Linked DNA regions of Oryctolagus cuniculus: region 1 is linked to region 2. Evidence: chromatin contacts called from public Hi-C data. All regions are on one chromosome and are shown on one strand. Each heading gives the region's core, a stretch centred on a gene start, on an enhancer-like site or on the middle of the called end of the contact. The rest is flanking DNA. Distances are from core to core; before and after follow the strand shown. Region 1 overlaps CCDC34 (coiled-coil domain containing 34). Region 2 holds the start of LGR4 (leucine rich repeat containing G protein-coupled receptor 4).

Region 1 (5,284 bases), core at 829-3,328, 210 kb after region 2:
GGCGTCCCATATGGAAGCTGACTTGAGTCCCAGCTGCTCCACTTGCAATCCAGCTCCCTACTAGTGGCCTGGAAAAAACAAGGGAAGATGGCTCAAGTGCTTGGGCCCCTACCACCCATGTGGGAGACCTAGATGAATTTCCTGGCTTCAGCCTGGCTCAGTCTCAACTGTTGCAGCCACTTGGGTGTGAACCAGTGGATGGAAGATCTCTCTCTCTCTCTCTCTCTCTCACTGTCTCTCCCTCTCTGAAACTCTTTCAAATAAATAAATAAATATTTAAAAGAAATAAAATAATAAAAAATGCAAAGAGGGAAAAAGGTAGAAAACACAGTTTTCCAAAAGGCCATATAAGAAAAATACTTTCCTATTATCAAAAACAATTCACTGTGAGTGGATATTTGGCCTAGTGGTTAAGATACCAGTGCATTTCATACTGGGGTGTGCCTGGGTTTGATACCCAGTTCTGGCTCCTGATTCCAGCTTTCTGCTAATGTAGACCCTGTGAGGCAGCAGGTGATGGCCCAAGTAATTGAGTTTCTGCCACACACATAGGATGCGTGGACTGAGTTCCCAATTTCCAATACGGCCCCCAGTCGGGCATTTGGGGAATGAGTGGGCTAGCAGATGGGAGCTCTCTGTCTGTGTGTGTGTGTGTTTGTGTGTGTGTGTTTCTAAAAATAAATAAGCAAGCTAAAATAATTCATTAGAAATTCTGTGCCTCCTGACATTGTTGTTTGATGATTTTTGTACCCAGGCAAGATGAGGAAGTTCCTTGTCTCTGGCTTTGGGTTTCCTAATAGTACCCTCTGAAGTTCTTAACTGGTGCTTTTCTCATGCTAGGACCAGAGTTAGAGAATTCTCACTTAAAACAGTTCGCTTGTTACAGTAAAGGACTCCAGAATGTTCTGAAGGAGAAGGTATGCTGCAGTGATATCTTCTCTGTGTGATTTGGGGAATCAGAGTATTGTGCTTAAGAACAATATCTATTCGCTTTGAGGGCCTTTATTTCTCTCTATGATTCTGAGCAATACTCCAGCCCACCTACTCCATCCACATATTCCTGTGATCTGATGGACTTTCTTCATGGAGTGTGTGGAACATTTAGATGACCAGACTCAGACTTTAGATCGTGAAAAGCAAAGTTTGCAGGAACACAAGGATCTTAGGTTTAGCTGATTTTCTACCCAAATTTATTTAGGGAAAGTAGAGTCTTGATATTTCCTTTTCTTATAGTCCTTCAGGCTGTGTTTCAATTCTGAAGAAAACAATCATCTTCAGAACACTAAATATCATTTTTCATATATATTTTCAGGAAGCAAAGTAAAGACGTAATTGCTAATACCCATTTCTTCTTGCATTTTCTATTGCTATAACAGAACACCCAGGACTGAGTAATTTATAAAGCAAGAGATTTAGTTTGGCTCACAGATATCCAAGAGTGTGGTGCTAGAATCTGATTGGCTTCTGCTGAGGGCTGCATGGCAGAGAGTGGAAGGGCAAGTGGGTGCATGTGAAAGAGAGATCACATGATGAGAGAGGAGGCAAGAGAAAGCTCAGGAAGCCCAACTCACTGTACAACCTGCTCTGCAGTAACACGCATCCAGTCCCAAGAGCAAGAAGTCACTTCTCCCTGGAGACAGCATTATGCTATTCGTGAGGAATCTGCCTCCTGAAATACCTCCCACTAGTGCTCATCTCCCAACACTGTTGCATTGATGAATTTAACCTCAGCATGAGGTTAAAAAGTGGGGACAAACCATAGCACCATTAGCAAAAGTGACCAATGAAATTGTCAGGCACTGATTCGCCAATTTTTTAAAAAAATTGAACGATATACCCTCATAAATCCTGCTTTCGCCCAACTTAACTCTTTAAAAACAGACAAGTCTATATGTTTTTTAAAAAGATTTATTTATTTACTTATTTGGGGGTGGCAGAGGGAGGGAAAGAGAAATCTTGTATCTTCTGGTTCACTCCCCAAATGACCACAAAAGCTGTTACTGGGCAAGGCTGATGCCAGGACCTAAAAATTCTGGATCTTCCATGTGAGTGGCAGTAGCTAAAGTACTTGAGCCATCCCAGGAGCATTGGCAGGGAGCCGGATCAGAGGCTGAGCCGTCAGGACTCCATCTGGCACCCTGATATGTGATGCGGGCTTCCCAAGCAGAGGTTTAACCTGCTGTGCCAGGCCCTCCCCAAATCAGTGTATTATTTAAAGAAATGCTGACTACCTCTCTGGAAAAGCTGTCATTAAGTCCATGTTGTTTCCTGCAACCAACGACTTTCTGGTGCTGAGGAGGTAAGAATATTCTTTTTTTTTTTTTGACAGAGTAGACAGTGAGAGAGAGAGAGAGAAAGGTCTTCTTTTACCGTTGGTTCACCCCCCAATAGCCACTGCGGCCAGCGTGCTGCGGCCGGCGCACCGCACTGATCCGAAGGCAGGAGCCAGGTGCTTCCTCCTGGTCTCCCGTGGGGTGCAGGGCCCAAGCACTTGGGCCATCCTCCACTGCACTCCCTGGCCACAGCAGAGAGCTGGCCTGGAAGAGGAGCAACTGGGACAGAATCTGGCGCCCCAACCGGGACCAAAATCCGGTGTGCTGGCGCCGCAGGCGGAGGATTAGCTTATTGAGCCGCGGCACCTGCCAAGGTAAGAGTATTCTAAGACATAATTTATTTTTGTTTTGTATTTTCTTCACCCATTGACGTGGAAAAGGCTCCCTTCCACTACCATGTCAAGCCTGAGCTCTCGTTGCAGCTCTTGGTGTCTGCAGTCATTCTGGCAGGAAGGCTTTCTCTGCTGCCAGAGAGGCAGGAGATGGCAGGTTACGAAGAATGAAGCCCTGCTAGGTGTGTTCATTGCCGTTGATGAGAAACAGCTGCCCTTCCTTGTTGGGCCAGTTGTTTAAGGCGTTCCACTCCTCTCCCCTGAAGTCTAATAAGTAACCAAGACAAATCAGCTGATTTGGGTCACACCAAGCTGGAATCTGCCAGCCCATTTTAAGAGTGACTTAAATTTATGGTGTCAGCATTGGGAAATTTTCTAGAACAATGCAAACAGCTAGATCCATGGTTCCATGAATGATCACAAGCTGAGTAATTTTCTCCTCTCTGTTCTCAGGGGCTGCTGTTTCTTCTTAAAGCTTTCAGGTGGGAAAACTCAGAAGGTTGGCAACAGAATCACTATTACCTACTTTAGGATAATGCAAATTTTAATGTACACAGCAATCACTGGGAATCTTGTTAAAAATGCAGATTTTTATTCAGTAGTTCTGGGTGTGAGGTTGAAGGTGGAGGAACTGAAATTCTGCATTGGAAAGGCTCTCCCAGATGATGCCAGTGTGACTGGTCTTTGGACCACACTGAGCAGCAAGCCCCAAATAATTTTTATCTTTGTTTCCTGTTTCAAGCTTGCATGATATTAGAAGGATGAAGAATACATTTTCTAATCCAATTTCTAACACTATCAGCAATGGAGAATGTATAAGTAATGATTTCAAATCCCATGGAAAACCATGAGGCTACATATTTCTATCCTCTGAATTAACAATTGGACAGCCATGACCTTGAAGCCTAATTTATTGCAAATCAAAATTTTGAGAATAGACCTGTAGAATTCATACACGCAGAAAGCAGAACTCATTCAGATTGGTTTTTCTCATAAGATTGCAAAGCAGCTGTTTATGGGAGGTTTTTTTGTTGTTGTCAAGTGTCATGCTGTCTACTATATTTGAGAAGGAACATGGATGGACTACCTGTAAATCTTTGAGCCAATTCCTCTGACTCTTTCTGCTCACTGTTGTGAACCCAGTTAAATTACTGCTTATGCAAAGGGATGCCTCTTCCTCAGTTGTGGAGACATTTCACATTTTTCATGAATATTTTCAGGAGAGCAGCTTTTTGGAATTGTTGTACTGAGTTTCCATTCCCATTTCCAGCTGTAAGTTGGTTGTTGTGGGAGATCAACACCTTCTGTTTGGTGGACTGGATGATTGGAAGTGAACTTTAGAATCACTGAGTCCCATTTTGTCTTAAAGTTTGTATTTCTTCAAGCCAGCCTCTGCCCGAAACACTGTAGGTTATAAGGATCTTACTATTTTATATTCCATACTTTGAATAGCTCTGACCATTGGTAAGCCTTCTCTTATGTTAAACCAAGGGTTGTCTCCTTGTGAGACAACTAGACAGTTTTTATTCACCGGGGGGGGGGGGCAATAACTTTGTCTTGAATAGACTGTAGACACTCAATGCATATGGCTTGGTAACTGTCTTTTTCAGCCCCAGGATCTGGGATTCTTAGGATCTGACAATTTCTCATGCTGCAAAGCCTTCAACTCCTGACTTGGAGAATAGACCTAGGCCAGATTCGGAGTTGCTCTGCCAGAAATTTCATGAGCCAGGGTGAGGTATGACAGTTGCTGCTCATAAAGACGTCACCCTGCTTGATTACCTGGGCTTACAATTTCCTGTGTTTCTTTCTTATGTCCAGCCTGGCTTAAGCCATTAGTGAAATGCAGGATGAGGATTCATGGTTACTCATGAATTTTCACACAACCAGGTCATTCAATGGGAATCTTAGAAATGACTCCAATTTCTAGACTATCATTTCTTTAGTTCTTAGCTAGTGCAAATGTTTAAGTCCGGCAAAGTTGGATTTTAGTCCGCCTTTCTTATTCTCTTTACAGGACTTTTCCACCCTTCCTATTTGTGCTGCTTGTGTGATCTGATCCTCAAGGCATCCCCCTTGCAGTATCATTCTATGCCTTGGATCATGCATTATATCCTCCCTACTTTTCCCTCATGAAAACTTACCTGTTTCCTCTGATTCTCTCAGCAGTTGGCTTTATGCAATATCACTTTGGCTGTTAATAGATTTTGGTCCCCCTTACAAATTTTTCATAATGAGTAAGATTGCTTTATTTGCCTACCTCAACCTCATAATTCCTTAATTCTGTCAAACACAGGTTTCTAGATGGCTCTTAGATAATGACTTTAGAGTGAGGACAGATAAAAATCAAAAGATCATGGATGGAAACTTCTGGTTTGTGAAACCCTTAGGATAACTTCATATCACACGTCCCACTCATTTGTAGTACCTGTGCTGTTCTCTATAAACAATAGTGACAATAGCTCTTATTACATGTGGTTATTAATTACAGCTGTCTACTATGTTCTGGGAACTGTTCCTAGGGCTTAACGGAGTCCTCATTTAATTTTCATAATAACTATGATTTAGGAAGCATCATTCTCGTTCCATATGAACAAACTGGAATTTGGAGAGGTTAGG
Region 2 (5,218 bases), core at 1,839-4,338:
CCTGCTTCTCAGGCTTTGGGGTTTGGACTGGAACTAAACCACTGCCTTTCCTGGGACTCTGCCATACAGATGCAGGTAATAGAATTTAGCATCCATAAACACATAAGCCAATTGCTCATGATAAATCTTTAGCTAGCTAGTTATCTATCTATATATGCCTTTGGTTCTGTCCCATGGCAAACTCTAACATACTGGGTGTAATTTAATACTATATAGTAATGAAAATGATTTAATATTGGCCACCTATATCACGACCATGGATAAAGCTCATAGGTTGAATGAACAAAGTTAAAGAACAGGGACTAATATTGTGGCATAGTGGGTAAGTCCTGTTGGCGGTGCCGGCATCCCGTATCAGAATGCTGACTGAGTCCTGTGTGCTCCACTGCTGATCCAGCTTCCTCGTAATGCACCTAGGAAGGCAGCAGGGAATGGCTCAAGTATTTGGGCTCCTTGCTACCCACATGGAAGGTTCAGATGGAGTTCCTGGTTCCTGGCTTCAAACTGACCCAGACCTAGCTATTGTAGCCATTTTGGGGATGAAAGATCTGTCTCTCTCTGCCTTTCAAATGAATAAGTAAATAAAGTCACAGGACAGTCTTGAATGGTATTTTTTATATATGTAAAATAATACTATATATTATTTAGGAATACGTATGAAAATAGGTATGGGAAATAATTATGAAGTAAAGTATTTCTCAGGGAGAGGAAAAAGGAAAACAATATGATTAGGGAGGGGTACAAAAGGAGTTTCAACCACAGTTTCTTGTTTTTTAAATATTTATTTTACTTATTTGAAAGGCAGAGTTAGAGAGGAGAGAGAGAAAGAAACAGAAAGAGATCTTCCACTTACTGGTTCACTCCCCAGATGGCTGCAACAGTATTATTTTTAATGCTAGCACACATAATATAGCAACTATAAGAAACAGGAACACTTTTGGAGACAGCATTGTGTCGTAGCAGGTAAAGCAACTACCTGCGATGCCAGCATCCCACAGGAGCACTGGTGAATCCTGGCTGCTCCACTTAGGATCCAGGTCCCTGCTAATGCACCTGGGAAAGCAGTGGAGGATGACCCAAACACTGTACCCACCTGAGAGACCTGGATGAAGCTCCTGGCTCCTGGCTTTGGCCTGGCCAAGTCCAGACCCTTGAGACATTTGGGGAGCGAACCAGGGGATGGAAGACCTCTCTGTCTCTGCTTCTCTCTGTAACTCTGCCTTTCAAATAAAATAAATCTTAAAAAAAAAAAAAAAAAAAAAAAAACTAACACTTTAGTAGACTTTACATTCTTTCTTCTTTATCTAAGACAACAGTTCCTGATCTTTTGTTTCGCGCAAGCTGCAAATTTGAACCCTCCTTTCTTATAGGAATTCATCTGAAAGACAATAAGGAATTTCTTCAACAAAATTTAGATTTCTCCTTTCTTCAAAATCTGAATCTCTTCTTTACTTAAGTTGCCAGCTATAAGATTTTATTCCTTGAAAGCAAAGAATAAAGTTCTTCACGTGTGGCTCATGAGCCTCCTATATCCTTCTCAGTTGATGTGCAGCAAAATGTTGATTCCTGGCTCTTAGGCAGGCCTACCAAATCAATCTGTATCTTAGATCAAGCTTTACATGAGTTTCTTATGCTCATACCTTGAAAGAAATGAATTATTTGGAAGATGCATAATTACTTACTACAGTTTATACTTGTCAGACAGCAGAAGAGAGTGATATACATAGCAAGCGAAACTGTCGTCTTTCAGTGTTCAAAAAGAAAGATCTTAACAGCATCAGTTAGAGAGAAACTAACTTTGTCTCCTCACTTCACTCACCCATGAAATTTGCTAGGAACTAATAGAAATGACTTAGTGGAAGCCGGTATAAGGAATGCTCCCAGATAAGGAGCAGGGCACCCAGTTGTTCTGTGATAATCGTAGGCAGAGCACACTATCTGAGAGCCCAGATCTCTTATCTGTGGAACCAGAGTGTTGTCCACCTGCCTTCAAGTTCTCTTTCAGAAGAAACTGGAAGTGAAGGCATGTCTTCATCTATTGACTTTCTATCTTGACTCTCTATAAACTTACAGTAGTCATGTGCCCAACCTCACATTATTTTTAAGGTAAACTCCTGAATATGCTGGTGATGGAAATAGTTCTCTTTAAACTCCTAGGTCTGCCTCACCAGATGACTGTCTAGGAGAGTGACATTTTAAAACTTTTCTTGCCGTGTTCATAAAACATGTCTACAATATAGGAAATGCTACTCAAAGGCATAGCAGAACACAGGAAAAGAGGACCCCATAAAGCAATATTTGGGAGAGATAATGACTCTGTGTTTGGTGGGCCACCAGGACTCAAGGTCCAACAAAGCAGAGACCTCTGATAATTACCGAACAACAAGGTTGTCACCGGCTTCTCAAGGGTAAAAACTTAGCGCTCAGTTTTGTTGTCTGGAGAATTTGTCCCTTGCTCAGAAACATCACCTCCTTTGACCCTTGCAACACTCCCGTGTTTAACGATTTTAAAGGAGTCTGCTTTGCATCGTGGATGATTGGTTGCTAAGATTTAGGCTACCAAGTGTACATCGAGATAGGTGTAAAGAACCTGGGGAAGTGCCGTGTTTTAATTTAGGGTATAACTAAGCCCCCAAGCTTTGTGTCAGATGAAGGGAAACGTTTTCCCTCCTCTTCAAAATCTTTTTTCCGTTTGCACAGCTCCCAGTGTCCTCGCCCTTTGGAACAGAGGAGAGTCATTTGAAACTTAACTGAATGCTGCAGGCAAGTTCTACTTTTCAGGTCATCCAATTTAAGAGATCTAATTTCTGCAGAGGGAAGAAAAAGAGGAGGTGGGGGAGGGAAAGAACAGAATCCTTGTCTTCCGATCTTCCTACCTTCAATCCACAACCTGCCACGCAAATCGAGCCAACTCAGGGATTTTTGCCTTCAACCACTACCACCACCACTACCTTGTCACTCACGCCCGAGACACACGCCCCTCTGGTCCCACTCTCGGCCAATGGCGGCTCCCCTCCCTGCATAGTAATGAGCTCGAGACCTTCCCGGGCCAATGGCGCTCCGGGAGAAGGGTTAGTTTTGCATGTACCTAAATGATTTGCATAACCCAGCGGCCGGGGGCTTGGGAACCGGAGCGTGCAACCCTAGAAGGGAAAAGGACGGGAAGAGCTGGAGCCGCGGCGGGGAGAGAGCGAGAAGAGTCTGGGTGTTTGTACGCGAGCCGAGGCGGGGGCTGGGACGAGGGGCCGGCATGGCTGAAGGCTGCGCTCCGCAACCTTGAAGAGCGGCAAGGCCGGGGCAAGCAGGCGGGTGCGATGGCAGCGCGCGGCCCCCGCAGCTGCGCCGGGCCGGGCGGGCTGGCCTGAGCCGCCAGAGGAGCGGGGCTGCCTCTGCGCTTCCATGGAGCAGCGGGAAGGGCGAAACTCCGGAGCGCCGCGTCCCTGCGCTGCTGCGGCTGGCTGGTGAAGGCGCCGAGCCCGCGCGAATTGCCGAGGGAGAGAGCCCCCGCGCCAGCCCGCAGGCCGGCTGCCCGGGAGCGCCGGGGGGGCGTCGGAGGGCGGCCGAGCGAGCGGCGCCCGGGAGAGGCCGGCGCGGGAGGCGGCTGCAGCAATGCCGGGCCCGCTGGGGCTGCTCTGCTTCCTCGCCCTGGGGCTGCTCGGCTCGGCCGGGCCCAGCGGCGCGGCGCCGCCTCTCTGCGCGGCGCCCTGCAGCTGCGACGGCGACCGTCGGGTGGACTGCTCCGGGAAGGGGCTGACGGCCGTGCCCGAGGGGCTCAGCGCCTTCACCCAAGCGCTGTGAGTGCGGGCGACTGGGGCGCGAGAGGGAGGCTTTGCGGGGGCCGCTGCGGGATCCGGGCCGGCCGTGCCTGTCTGCCAACCCCCAGCGCCCTAGGGACTGGGGGGCGCCGCCACCTGTGTGGGGGTGCTGGCCACTCTCTCCAGTTCTGCGTGCGTGCTTTCCAAACTTTGCGGGTGCGGTGCGAGCCGCGAGCAGCTCTCTTGCCCAGCCTTTTCCGGCTCAGTCAGCCCCCCTACACACACACACACACACACACACACACACACACACACACACACACACACACACACACCCCACACTCAGGTGTGTCTGGGGCCAAGGCGGCATCTGGAGACGCTTGTCCCTGGCAACCTGCTCTCGCGGGTTCCTGCTCAGCAGGGTAGGTCTCGCCACTGGTGGGGGGCCAGGGCGCCGAGAACTTGGCCTGAGTGCACACCGAGGCACGTTTTCTGGGGACTCACCTGGGGACTCCCGGGCTCCGGCACGTGTGGAGAAAAAAACACCTGCATCGCAGTCCGCGCCAGTCTCCTTTCAGTTTGGCCCCATCCACGGAGTGCGACCTGGCACCTCGGCCCGGCTCCACTCCCGGGCTCACCCACAAAGATCCAGGGTTCTGGAGCACGCAGGGAGGCCAGGAGCCAAGAACGGGGAAATGACAGGCTTGTGCTGGTGAAAATACGCCTGTCCCCAGAGAGGCCTGTCCGAAGGAATGCTGACCCCAGGTGCAGGGTGTTGGGAGAGAAAGCCCGGGAGCATGTGTTCAGCCGCTGCGCGCACTGCAGGCGCCAGGTTTCTGCTGCACCCAACCAGCAAAAACTTCTCTGAAGCTGCTTGTGTTCCGGGGAGTCACTCAAAAGGCTCGGCCACTCGAGTGCTCCCTCCTCCAACGGGAACCTGAGCGCTTAGAGGTTTCCCTCCGAAAAGAATCTGACATAGGTGCTGGAGGTGGTGTTGGCAGATGCCGCCGATAGAGGAAGAATAGGGTGAGGGAGTGCAGGGCTTGTGTGCTCTTGTTCTTGTGTTGTGTGGCCAGTGCAGCGATTACATCAGGAGCTGGGACAGGACTGTTTGCAAGAGGAAGGGAGTCAGGGAGGCCCATGGGTAAAGGGAATTTCCTTTTCCCTTATTGCTACCGAAAGGGACCTCTTAGAAATAGACAGTCTCATTAAAAGCAGTAACAGCCCTGTGAAGAAATCCTTTCTATGCAGGCCAGGCTGTAGCTCCAGGTGGGTGGTGGCCAGGTGTTCTGCTTGCCCTCCCCGGGTGGCATTTTAGGCAGCATGGAGGCCTGTGGCCTTGGAATCTGTTTCGGTCCCCCCCTTCAGGTGTTAGGCATTTGAAGCCATTTTCCTTCAGCATGGTGAACTTTAACTTTCTCTCTCTCTCTCTCTCTCTCTCACACACACACACACACACACAC

What was found. A called contact is a pair of places that touch in the nucleus more often than the background predicts.
Region 1: a Hi-C map of an unstated tissue shows a contact between it and region 2, with 2.8 times the contacts expected there. The contact joins the enhancer-like site here to the promoter of LGR4 in region 2. A contact is called at or near these places in 4 of 6 Hi-C or Micro-C datasets (ear pinna, embryonic fibroblasts, skin fibroblasts and 1 more).

Annotation. Positions count from the first base shown.
Region 1 is chr1:39,113,178-39,118,461 of mOryCun1.1, forward strand. All of the region lies in intron 8 of CCDC34 (coiled-coil domain containing 34), which reads left to right. Among named protein-coding and RNA genes, the nearest start is that of CCDC34, 83 kb to the left of the region's middle. Within about 2 kb of position 2,079, at least 1 of the 8 cell types and tissues checked has an H3K27ac peak or open chromatin away from gene starts, as enhancers often do. A contact at or near this core is called in ear pinna, where this site is marked.
Region 2 is chr1:38,905,286-38,910,503 of mOryCun1.1, forward strand. It overlaps LGR4 (leucine rich repeat containing G protein-coupled receptor 4), which reads left to right and starts at 3,089. Exons shown (of 17, transcript XM_017345627.3): 1 at 3,089-3,794. The coding sequence starts at 3,610. It also overlaps a transcript of LOC103351120 not described here.